Linked DNA regions of Zea mays: region 2 is linked to region 1. Evidence: chromatin contacts called from public Hi-C data. All regions are on one chromosome and are shown on one strand. Each heading gives the region's core, a stretch centred on a gene start, on an enhancer-like site or on the middle of the called end of the contact. The rest is flanking DNA. Distances are from core to core; before and after follow the strand shown.

Evidence for each region. A called contact is a pair of places that touch in the nucleus more often than the background predicts.
Region 2: a contact with region 1 is called in a Hi-C map of endosperm, with 2.3 times the contacts expected there. The contact joins the promoter of LOC103629437 here to the promoter of LOC100191518 in region 1. A contact is called at or near these places in 3 of 25 Hi-C or Micro-C datasets (endosperm, leaf and tassel).

The regions. Positions count from the first base shown.
Region 1 is chr6:75,577,347-75,582,254 of Zm-B73-REFERENCE-NAM-5.0, forward strand. LOC100191518 reads right to left here and starts at 2,704. Exons shown (of 9, transcript NM_001136950.1): 1 at 2,210-2,704; 2 at 1,651-1,746; 3 at 1,378-1,566; 4 at 1,142-1,282; 5 at 701-841; 6 at 58-200. The coding sequence starts at 2,674.
Region 2 is chr6:75,798,796-75,803,822 of Zm-B73-REFERENCE-NAM-5.0, forward strand. LOC103629437 (GPI transamidase component PIG-T) reads right to left here and starts at 2,588. Exons shown (of 5, transcript XM_008650557.3): 1 at 2,047-2,588; 2 at 128-1,321. The coding sequence starts at 2,289.

The sequences.
Region 1 (4,908 bases), core at 1,454-3,953:
AAGTCATATATCATATAGTACATAAAAAGACAAAACAGAGTAAAAAATATATCAAACCTCTCTTCAGCTGGAACCTCTCCATGATAGTTAACAGTGGATATATGATTTTCAGTTAAAAAATGATCCACTGCACGACTTGAATTTAAAGTATTACAGAACACCATAACTTTGTTTCCCTTTGCCAAGCTTGGCTCAAGAACCTATATGAAATAAAGTTCTTTGTTATCTCACAATTAGATATTTTAGAACAGATGCATATTGCTATTCTCCCTTTGGCTCTGAGATTCCGACTATGTACATTCAAAATTAACATCAACATAAGACAAAGTACAACCACATTAATGCTTGTGGCAGTAAAGAATCACTGATCTAACCACCCCAAACACCCAAACTAGCCAAAAACCAATGGTGTTTTGCAAAAAAAAAATACTCCATTAATTGAATTCCAGATGCAATAATGTGGTTACATTTCATTCATACTCCACATTTTCACAACAATTGTCAATTGGAAATTTGGAATCATCAATCTATCCATCTAACATAGCTACATTACAGACAAAAAATATGACAATAAGTGGAGAATGCAGATATATATAACCAGTTTTGATTTTTTTATACAAATGTCAAGTTCTAAACTAGAGTGTATGGAAAGACAGATATATGTGCACAGGAGGGAAGGAGAAATAAGAGTTTCCATCACCTGCAGAAGAGCCTCAAGTTTGTTTTCTGCTCCAGAAAGTTTGATAAAGTCATGCCGTGCTGTTGAAACTCTCTTTTGAAATGATGATGTCCGCAAATGGACAATACCTTCAAATTCCTCATCAATCAACTTTTGCACAGCCTGCAGTAAAAGAGTATAAGGATTCAAAATACACAAAAACAAATAATAAAACAAGATTTTATATCTGAAGTATCAGTACTCAAAACTGAAGAGATCAAAAGATTTATCAAAAGACTGGAGATTTCTTTGTACTTGAATGCTAATTGATGCAACAAGCAAGACACTTTAAAGGTACACACCCATACAGAACAGCCTAATAAAATTAGCAATGTGTCCTAACCAAGTAAAAATATGCATATATGAATCAAAATCAGAGGATCAGATAGATTTCAAGGGAATGATGTTCGATGATCATAAAACCTTTGTCATAGTAGCAGTGACTAATACTGTTTGGAAACCTTGATCATCAGGCTTTGCAGCACGATTCTTCAACGGAGCAAGAAACTTCCGTATGTCTGGTCCAAAGCCTTGATCAAACATTGTATCTGCCTCATCCAGAACCTTCAAATGCGGAACAAGAAAATCAAAAGAGACAATTATGAGAACAGTGAATATGTTACAAAATGGTAAATATCAGCGTGAAATTAGAAGCATACCAGATACTTAATATCACCATAAACCATGTTACCATCCTTGATATGATCAAGAATCCTTCCAGGAGTGCCAACGACCATGTCAACGGGCATGTTCAAAGAATCTTCCTGGGGTCTTAGACGGGTGCCTCCACTAACCATCGTTGACCGAAAACGTGCATGATGGCTGATAGACTTTGCTACTCGATAAACCTGTAATTTGATCGATTTACATGAATTAATGCTACTATAACTCAGTTACTCAGCTAACATCAATAAGTTGCAACCATAGCCGACCTGCTCAGTTAGCTCCCTGGTGGGGCAGAGTACTACTGCTCTTGGACGCCTTGGCTTCATTGACATCCCAAGCATTGCCTCATCACGCCGAAGTAGCTACAAAATAAAAGGAGTGGCATGGTTACCAATCCATTGTTATATGTGTATCTTTTATTAGCAGGCATAACCAATGGATAAATTCCTATTTTCTTGTTTAGTGAAACAAAAAACTGCTTGGTTGAACTCCAATCAGGTTGCATCCATGCTAATAATCAGACCTATTATTGGAAATTTCTTCATAGATTGTAAAAGCAGAAACCAGATTAAACAAGATGAATCACAAGGGTTATACACTTTTTTTTGTACAATAGCATAGACGATAAAAGTTAGAGTAGATTAGCAAGCAGACATCAGGTAATCGTTGAACACAAGACAGTGTACTTCTACCAATTTCGTGGAAGTGGAACTGATGGCGCAAATGTCTATCTGAAGAGCATCAAGAGAATTGTCTTCCCTTCTAATGGAAACACTAATGCAATGCAATGTATACACTGCATGCATACTGAAAAGGAGGAGATACCTGAACAAGAGGGAGTAAGTAGGCGAGCGTCTTCCCGGATCCGGTGTGGGAGCCGAGCACGACGCTGGTTCCGGCCAGCACCGCCGGCACGCCAACGCACTGGATCTCCGTGGGCTTGGAGATGCCCATCTCCCCCAGCGCGGACATCACCTCCTCCCCGAGACCGAGCTCCTCGAAGCTCTCCGCGGCCTCGACCCTCTTCCCCTTCCCCTGCTGCGAGCTCCGCTCCGAGCTCCTCGAGGTAGGCCTCGGGGCGCCGGGGGAGGAGGCGTCCTTTAGGTGGCGGAGGCGGAGGCGCTCGAGGAGGAGCTCGTGCCGCGGAGGGGGAGCCGGAGTGGAGGTGGGGCCGAGGGTGGGGGCGGCGGTGGAGAGGGCAGCGTGGAGGAGGCGGAGCCGGAGGGGGGACGGGCGGGAGAGGAGGAGGCAGCGACCGGCGGCGGCGGCGGCGGCGCCGGCCATCGCCATGGGTGGCGGCCGGTGAGGGTTTAGTTAGAGGGTGCGGGGGTTTCTGATGAGTGGAAGGGGACGGGAGGACGCGGCGCGGATAAGTGACGGCGGGTGTTGCTGGGTACGCGATCCGGGGCTACGAATGGCTGAAATGCAACGCCACAACTACTGGGTTCGGTCCAACCCGGTACCGACCTACATCGTCGATCGGTGAACCTGTTGATTGATTGGTCTGGTAATAATGTGATATCGATTTCCATCGGTTAGTATTTACCGTCCGTTGCATCATATGTTCATTGGTTCTTTATTTGGAATTTTTACCTAAACATCCATCTTTAGAATTTTTTTATAAAAAAATCTAGATCCGCGCTACAAATAAAGATGAGTGTTTGGGTTTATTTATACCCTTCACTCATTAATTTATTTATCGTCCTTCATGTTATAGTCTCTTATTCTCTATTTCAACGTAAGATCTCAGATAGAGTATGAACTTTAAAAACCTCACCTAATTGTTCAACGAGCAATCTTTATAACGTTTCGAGACCGCTATCGATGTGAGGCATGTCTTCTTCGATGACCTTTCCCTCATACATCATTGTCTGAATGATGTTTTTGATCATCCTCGTTCATTGAGTTCACAACCTCTATTTTGGTACTCATATCTCCCTTCTCTATATCCATACCGATCATATGTGGATGCTCCTTCTTCTAATAAAAATCCTACCACCGATGATCTTTCTCCTACCACTAAAACTCCTACAACCGACACTTCTTTTTCTTAACTTTTCACTTATACACACCCCCTCCATATGAACTGTATGGCACCCCTCTTCCATAAGGTGCTTCTTTTTCGTTAGCTTTCTCGTTTGGTGTTCCACCTTTTGTATGGTACTCATCCTCCTATAGGCACGATAGTGCCTCCAACAATCGAAAGTGATATCGCTTCAAACCAATCCGCTTACTTTGATGCTCCTCAATTCCAATGGCGAAGAGATTTGGACGAAGATGGAGGATGAAAGGTTGATAAGTACATATGTATATTTGTATGAATTTGACATAGTTTTAGATCAACAATAGTTTTTGAGTTCATAAATTTATAGATCTAGATGTGACTACTGCACTCCATAGACCCCTTTGATGGCAACAATGAGAAGGGACCAACCTTCGAGAGTCAAATAGCTAGCGCCTACAACTCCACCACGGAAACTCCTCGCCAATGTACCCCCAAGCATCTAAAGGATCAGTGGTCGCCAAACAACCGCAAGATCACACTCTTCAATGGCATCTGCAACTGCTTGTACGCGGCCCGACCCAGTGGAGCAAATGATGCTATGTTGCTCAAAGTGGCCAAGTAGAGCTTCCAAAACAAGGCCGGTGAAACTGACTTCAAGCTAGAGCACATGTGGCGTGCTCTTTGTCATCATCTTAGATGGCATGCGAGACACGGTGATGACGACTAGTAATTGGAGCAAAAGATCATGCCTCAACTTGGACATTGATTATAGCTGCATGTCTCTGAAAAGCATGGGTGCACCACACACTATTGGTTGAGATAGCATAAGAGCTCAATGAAAGAGGAAGGAACGACAACAAGTAGCAGCGAGTTCCTAGTCATAGAGAAGAGGATGTTGAACAAGTTGTATAAGGCTAGCTAAGGGGGATGTTCAAATCTAAATGGCATTAAAAAGCTGACAAAGCAATTAAAACTAGACAAGGAAGAAGAGGCAGAAGAGGTGTAAGAGGAAGATGATAAAGAGGGGTAGTAGTGTACCAGGTTTTTATGAAATAGTTTTTTAAGTTTTTAAGTTGTATTTGTTTTTATAAACTATATAATTTTTATTTGCTTAATTATATACTCTGGTGATTTTTTTAATAAACATTATACTAATTTTGACTAAAAGTCTGTAAAGAAAAGTTGACGTGACGCTGAAATGGTCGTAAGCAGACTGTAAAGGTTGCACTTGAGCGCTTTGGTAGATAAGGGTCGACGATGGTTTATACTTCTCTACTAATCCTTAAGGCAATAGTGTAGACTAGCACAACCATGCCCCCGCCTCCATCTCGACCATCCGATTGTCAACCCCGCCTCCATCCGAAACCGTCCGATTGCCTCCTCTCGCTCCCGCTCCAGCAGCCGCACCCGCCGCCACGGGCACCCGGCCATGCGCGCAGCCGCCCCCGCGTCCCGCCCCAACCCCTGCCGCCATGCGCGCAGTAGCGCCCGACCATGCGCGCAGCCGCCCCCGCACCCG
Region 2 (5,027 bases), core at 1,338-3,837, 220 kb after region 1:
TAGACCACCTAACCAACTCTGCCCAATGGGCAAATAACAAATGAAGACTCAAGCCGAAGCACAAAGTGAGAAATATGTGAAACTCTACCCAATGGTGTACATTCAAGTAACTTGCAACAGAGCATACCTTGTCAAAATCCAATGTCAGAGTTCCCGACTGCATACTGCAAGGGAATCTTAGTAGCATCTCCAAGGTACCAGGCAAAAGCTTGTCTTCTGAAGGAATGACATGAATCTTGTCAACTACTTCTGACACAGTCTTCCTGCTCCCATCTATAAATATTTCTAGGCTGTGATAATAGACCTTAACATACCATGGAACAACCTGGAAAATAACTGCCTTTATTGAACAATCATTTGCGCTGCCAGATATCTTCTTATGAAGATTAGTGGACATAAACGACAGAGCAATTGACCCTCTTTCATTGCCACTGCCCATAAGAAATCTGCTTGCATGAAAAGGTGATGGGGTGCAAGTCCATATCAGGGGAAGCTTCCAAGTTATGCCCAAATCCAAAGGTTGTTCCTCACTGTAGTTACTAGCATCATAAACATATAAAAAAGAAGATTGCATTTCTAAGTGATTTTGACCTTTGATCAACTTGTCCGGGCTATTGGACAATACAAAGAATTCATTACTCCAAGAATGAACACTTCCAGATATGTTAACTTCGTCAGCAATGCCTTTATCAACCTCAATGAATACTCTGCTGGATTTAGAAACAAGGCATTTCCCTGACAACTTTCTGTTGAAAAGATGTCTCATGGACCAGTTGGGCTGAAGTTGACCATGATTGGAATGTAGCTGTTCGCCATGTACATTATTTGGTTGCAGCACAACAGTCAGAGTTTGATCAAGAATAATACCAAGTGACTGGGAGGATCTCAGTTTCAGTTTTTGTGAATGGTAATATCCTTTGTAAATTGAAGGCCTGTACAGCAAAGAAGCTATCCCAGCTTTGTCACGACATGGAAGAAGTTTCAACCAAGGTGTCAGATTCTCAGTGCATACTGCTTCACGAGGCAATGCACCATATCGCAAATTGCCTTCGTTCAGTTTGAAGCCCCAGCGAGGAGCAGAAAATGCAGTGGAGGACTCCAAAAAGTTGATGGATGCACAAAACAGGCCAGAGAGTGTATGTGTCAGGTTCTTCCATGTTGCATCGATCTCAGACAAAGGAAGATCAAAAACTGCCCACAGCTCAACACCAGGAGGCTTTGCATTATTAGTTGACATAGGATCAAATCCACCCCACTGCTCATAGTTCCATCTTCCCTGGGTGAAAGATAGCTCCAACTCGCTAATATGATATTTCTTAACCTGATATTGACAAAGCAGAATAATGTTAATAGAGGTTCTCACTTCTCAGTCATTCATAAAATGTGGCAGCATATAAGAAATGGAGGGCCCCTTTCTTCAGTGCCCAGGTTGTTGTGACTTAAAGGTATAAACAAGGGACAGTTTATTATATGTAAACCTAATAGGCAACAAAAGAATACAGAGTAAATTTCTCAAAGCCACCAACATTTGGGGCTAATGCCTAATAGGCACAAACCCACAAACTACTGTGCCCATTTCAGAGAACCCCCAATGCTCAGGGTCATTGACTTGTTGTCTTACAAACCCAACAACCACTGTGACCATTTCTAGTTAAAATGGGCTTGAGCCTTTGTTCAGATTGCAAAACCTAAATTTCACAGCGGTTCCACAGCACCTAGATTCAATTTTGGGTAAAAACAAATCAGCACTTGGGACAACTTGATAGACATCACTCGGTGGGAAAATGAAACAAATGCAAAGCAAAGATCTCCCATCTTAACACACCTATGTACATATGCCAAAAATAAAATCTTTGCAGCAGTGCAGTTGCTTGTCTCACTGTCCCAGTGGAGTACCCACAGACAGATCAAACGTGTTATTGATCTACAAACACAACTAACTAGTTACATGCTAGTCCAGGCTAATGTACCAGTATGAACGGCGAATTAAAGCCGTATACAGTTGGAGCTTAAACCCTAAATCAGCCACATCAGAGATCCACGCACCAGCTGGGAGATGGCCTTGGGGAAGAGGTGGTGGTGCCGACCAACGGAGGCAGCGGGGGGCGCAGAGGAGCGGAAGTGGAAGTGTGCCAGTGCCTTGCGGTCCGGGAGCGGCCGCAGGAGCAGCTCCTCAGTGAACTTTTCATCCTCAGGCGCCGCCGCAGACGCCGCGGCGGTGGTAAAGAGGAAGAGGAAGACGAGGGGCAGGAAGAGGATCGGTCCTGTGGGTGGACGCGGCGGCGCCATTAGCGCCAGAGAGCGCAGGGCGGCGCCTCCGAGGCCGGGGCGGGCGGAGATGGCCGGGGCAGGGTGGCCCCGTGGGCGGCAGCGTACGCGAGCGGAGATGGCCGGGCGAGGGCCTCCCAGTGTACAACGGCGTACGCGAGCGGAGGTGGCCGGACGAGGGGCCTCGGGGCGGAGGCGTACGGGGCGACGCGGTCACGGTGAGCGGAGAGCCGGAGACGGCGCGAGCAGTCGTTGCGGGAAGAAGGAAAGAGATGTTGCTTCACTGACCTACAGGACCCACATAAAGAGTAAGCTAGCGGACCTTTATTGCTATTATAGTACTCATTTAAGTAGCCTTCTCTATTTTAACATCCACAAAACTAAATTCTCTACAATTATATCAGAGTTATTAAAACTTGACCCCTTTTGGAGGCCTGTCCGCATTCGGCGGCCTCCACGCCATCCATCGCACGACGTGTGCTATCGATGGCCACGCACGCGTGCTCCGTGGGTCATGGACGTGAAACCTCACTTTTGACGGACGCCAAATTTTCAGCCACGGCCATACCACAGGTCCACATTACTCTTCCGGTCTCCCCTCAGACTTCTCTCCCCCATGCCATCCCTCCGGCTTCCCGAGCGCCACCGTAGTCGCTCGCCATCGCGACCCAGGACCCTGACCTCGATGGCGGTGGATCAGGGGCCAACAACGATGCGCCAGGCGGTGGCGGCTCCCCCTCCTCCGACGTTGCCTCTCCAGTCTTTCCATCCTTCGTCGTCGCGGTCGTGTCTCAATCTAAGGGCCAACGACTGGGTCCGACCGGAGGCGAGTTCCTCAGACTCTACGATTACACACACATACTTCCTCTCTCTCTCTGATCTGTGTGATGTTGGTTTGGTTGGTGCTGCGCAGGTGTACCCGCTGTTCATGACGATGGGTGTTGTCGTTGCAGCTCTTCCAGAACATCACTAGGAACCTAGAATCTAGGTCCTGATCTACACTCTTAACCCATTTTGCCTGTTTGATTCTTGCAGTAGATGTGCTGCTCCAGCTGGAGCAGGGTAGATATGCTCAATTTGGGTGCTTTCTTGAAGTTGAAGTGGTCTATATGTAGTTCAAGTTCAGTAGTATTCGCTCTATTTCTTCCTTTTCTGTAAGGTTGAACCCATAGCGTTACTATGGCTCCTAGCCATAGCTTTGTGTAATAGGAGGGATTCTGCTGCAACTTACTTTCTGCGGCAACCTTAAGGATTAGATCCTGTTAACTAAATAACTGCATGTCATTCTTATCTCCGCACAGTTTTAAGGCTTGCAATTGTTCGTGAGGTGCGCATATAGCTAAGTTTTCACTTTTTGGTTCTCATTTTGCATTAACATGTGTCTGCCATTTTCATTGACATATTTTCACCATTTTTATCTTTCGGTTGTCATTTTCAGGTGAATGAAGAGATCTATAACCATGACGAATTGAAAGCTAAGTTTAAAACTCATGAATTCTAAACCGGTAGTGATTGTGAAGTGTAGCCCATCTTGTAAGTTACATATGTATACCCTTTTAATAGTGGCATAACTTTTCCCAATGATTTAATTATCTCCATCAAAGCATCATCCTCTCTTATAAAGTTATTTAATCTTAGCATTGAGACCTTTTAATTGCTTTAATAGCTTCTTTACACAGTATGAAGAATGTGGGGAAGAATTTGTGGATATGTTGGATGGAATGATCTCCTTTGTTCTTCTTGATACATGTCAAAAAAGCTTCGTTGTAGCTCATGATGCTATTGTCATCTACCCTTTATACATGGGATGTTGTCTTGATGGTATGTAAAGCAAAGATGATTGCTTTGCCCTTCTAAAGAAAATCAGGCATTAATTATGTTTTTTGTTCATTTCACAAAACAAAACTTCTAGGATCAGTTTCGTAAAACTACCCGAGGCATCTATTTCAAACCTTACAACAATCTGCATGGGCACACTATTTGTGTGATTGAAAGGTGGGTCCAATGAAGGTTTGTGGAACTGAGGGCACAAGTAGTGTACCATGAAACTGATCCTAAAAGTTGTAGTTCTTTGATAGTTTGAAGCAAATAATTGTAATTTTATGAAATGAATTCTTTGTGCATCTCAAACATAATTTTCTGGAATTTGTTGATGAATTGCTTTCTCAACTACTGTTGCAGTGGCCAATAATGCTTGAAGGTACGACCAACATTCCTAGCAGGAACCGGCCAGTTACCACCAAGAACCTCCTGGCATGTTCTCTAGGTCCTGGAATAGAGAAACCACACAAAACACTTAAATTTAAATTTGCATGATGAATGTTGATCTCTTTGTGAAATGAAATATAGAAACACCAGTAGCTATCCATTTATGCAGTACATTGAAAAAGGGCAACATATTGGGAACCATTGTTGATCTCAACAACTAGAATTCAGTATGGTTCATGGGGCAGTTTTAATTGTTGTTATGGATTGGGTACATGGCACCTGTAATTTGCCTTGACTGAAACATAGCTGATGGAGCGAATAATTGTATCATGTTAACTAGCATGCCAGTTGTTACTTGCATTACCATATCATAATTTTGAAAGACTATGGATAGCAGGTCCATCTATATTGTTGACATACCTATGGTTATTACAAATCCTTTGAGTCTTTGAGAAAGGATATCTCATTGAATTTGTTCTTTTTGGAATTGTCCCTCAACACAAATGCTAAAATGATTTTCCACAGGAGAGAATGTATGATCCTCCATTTTC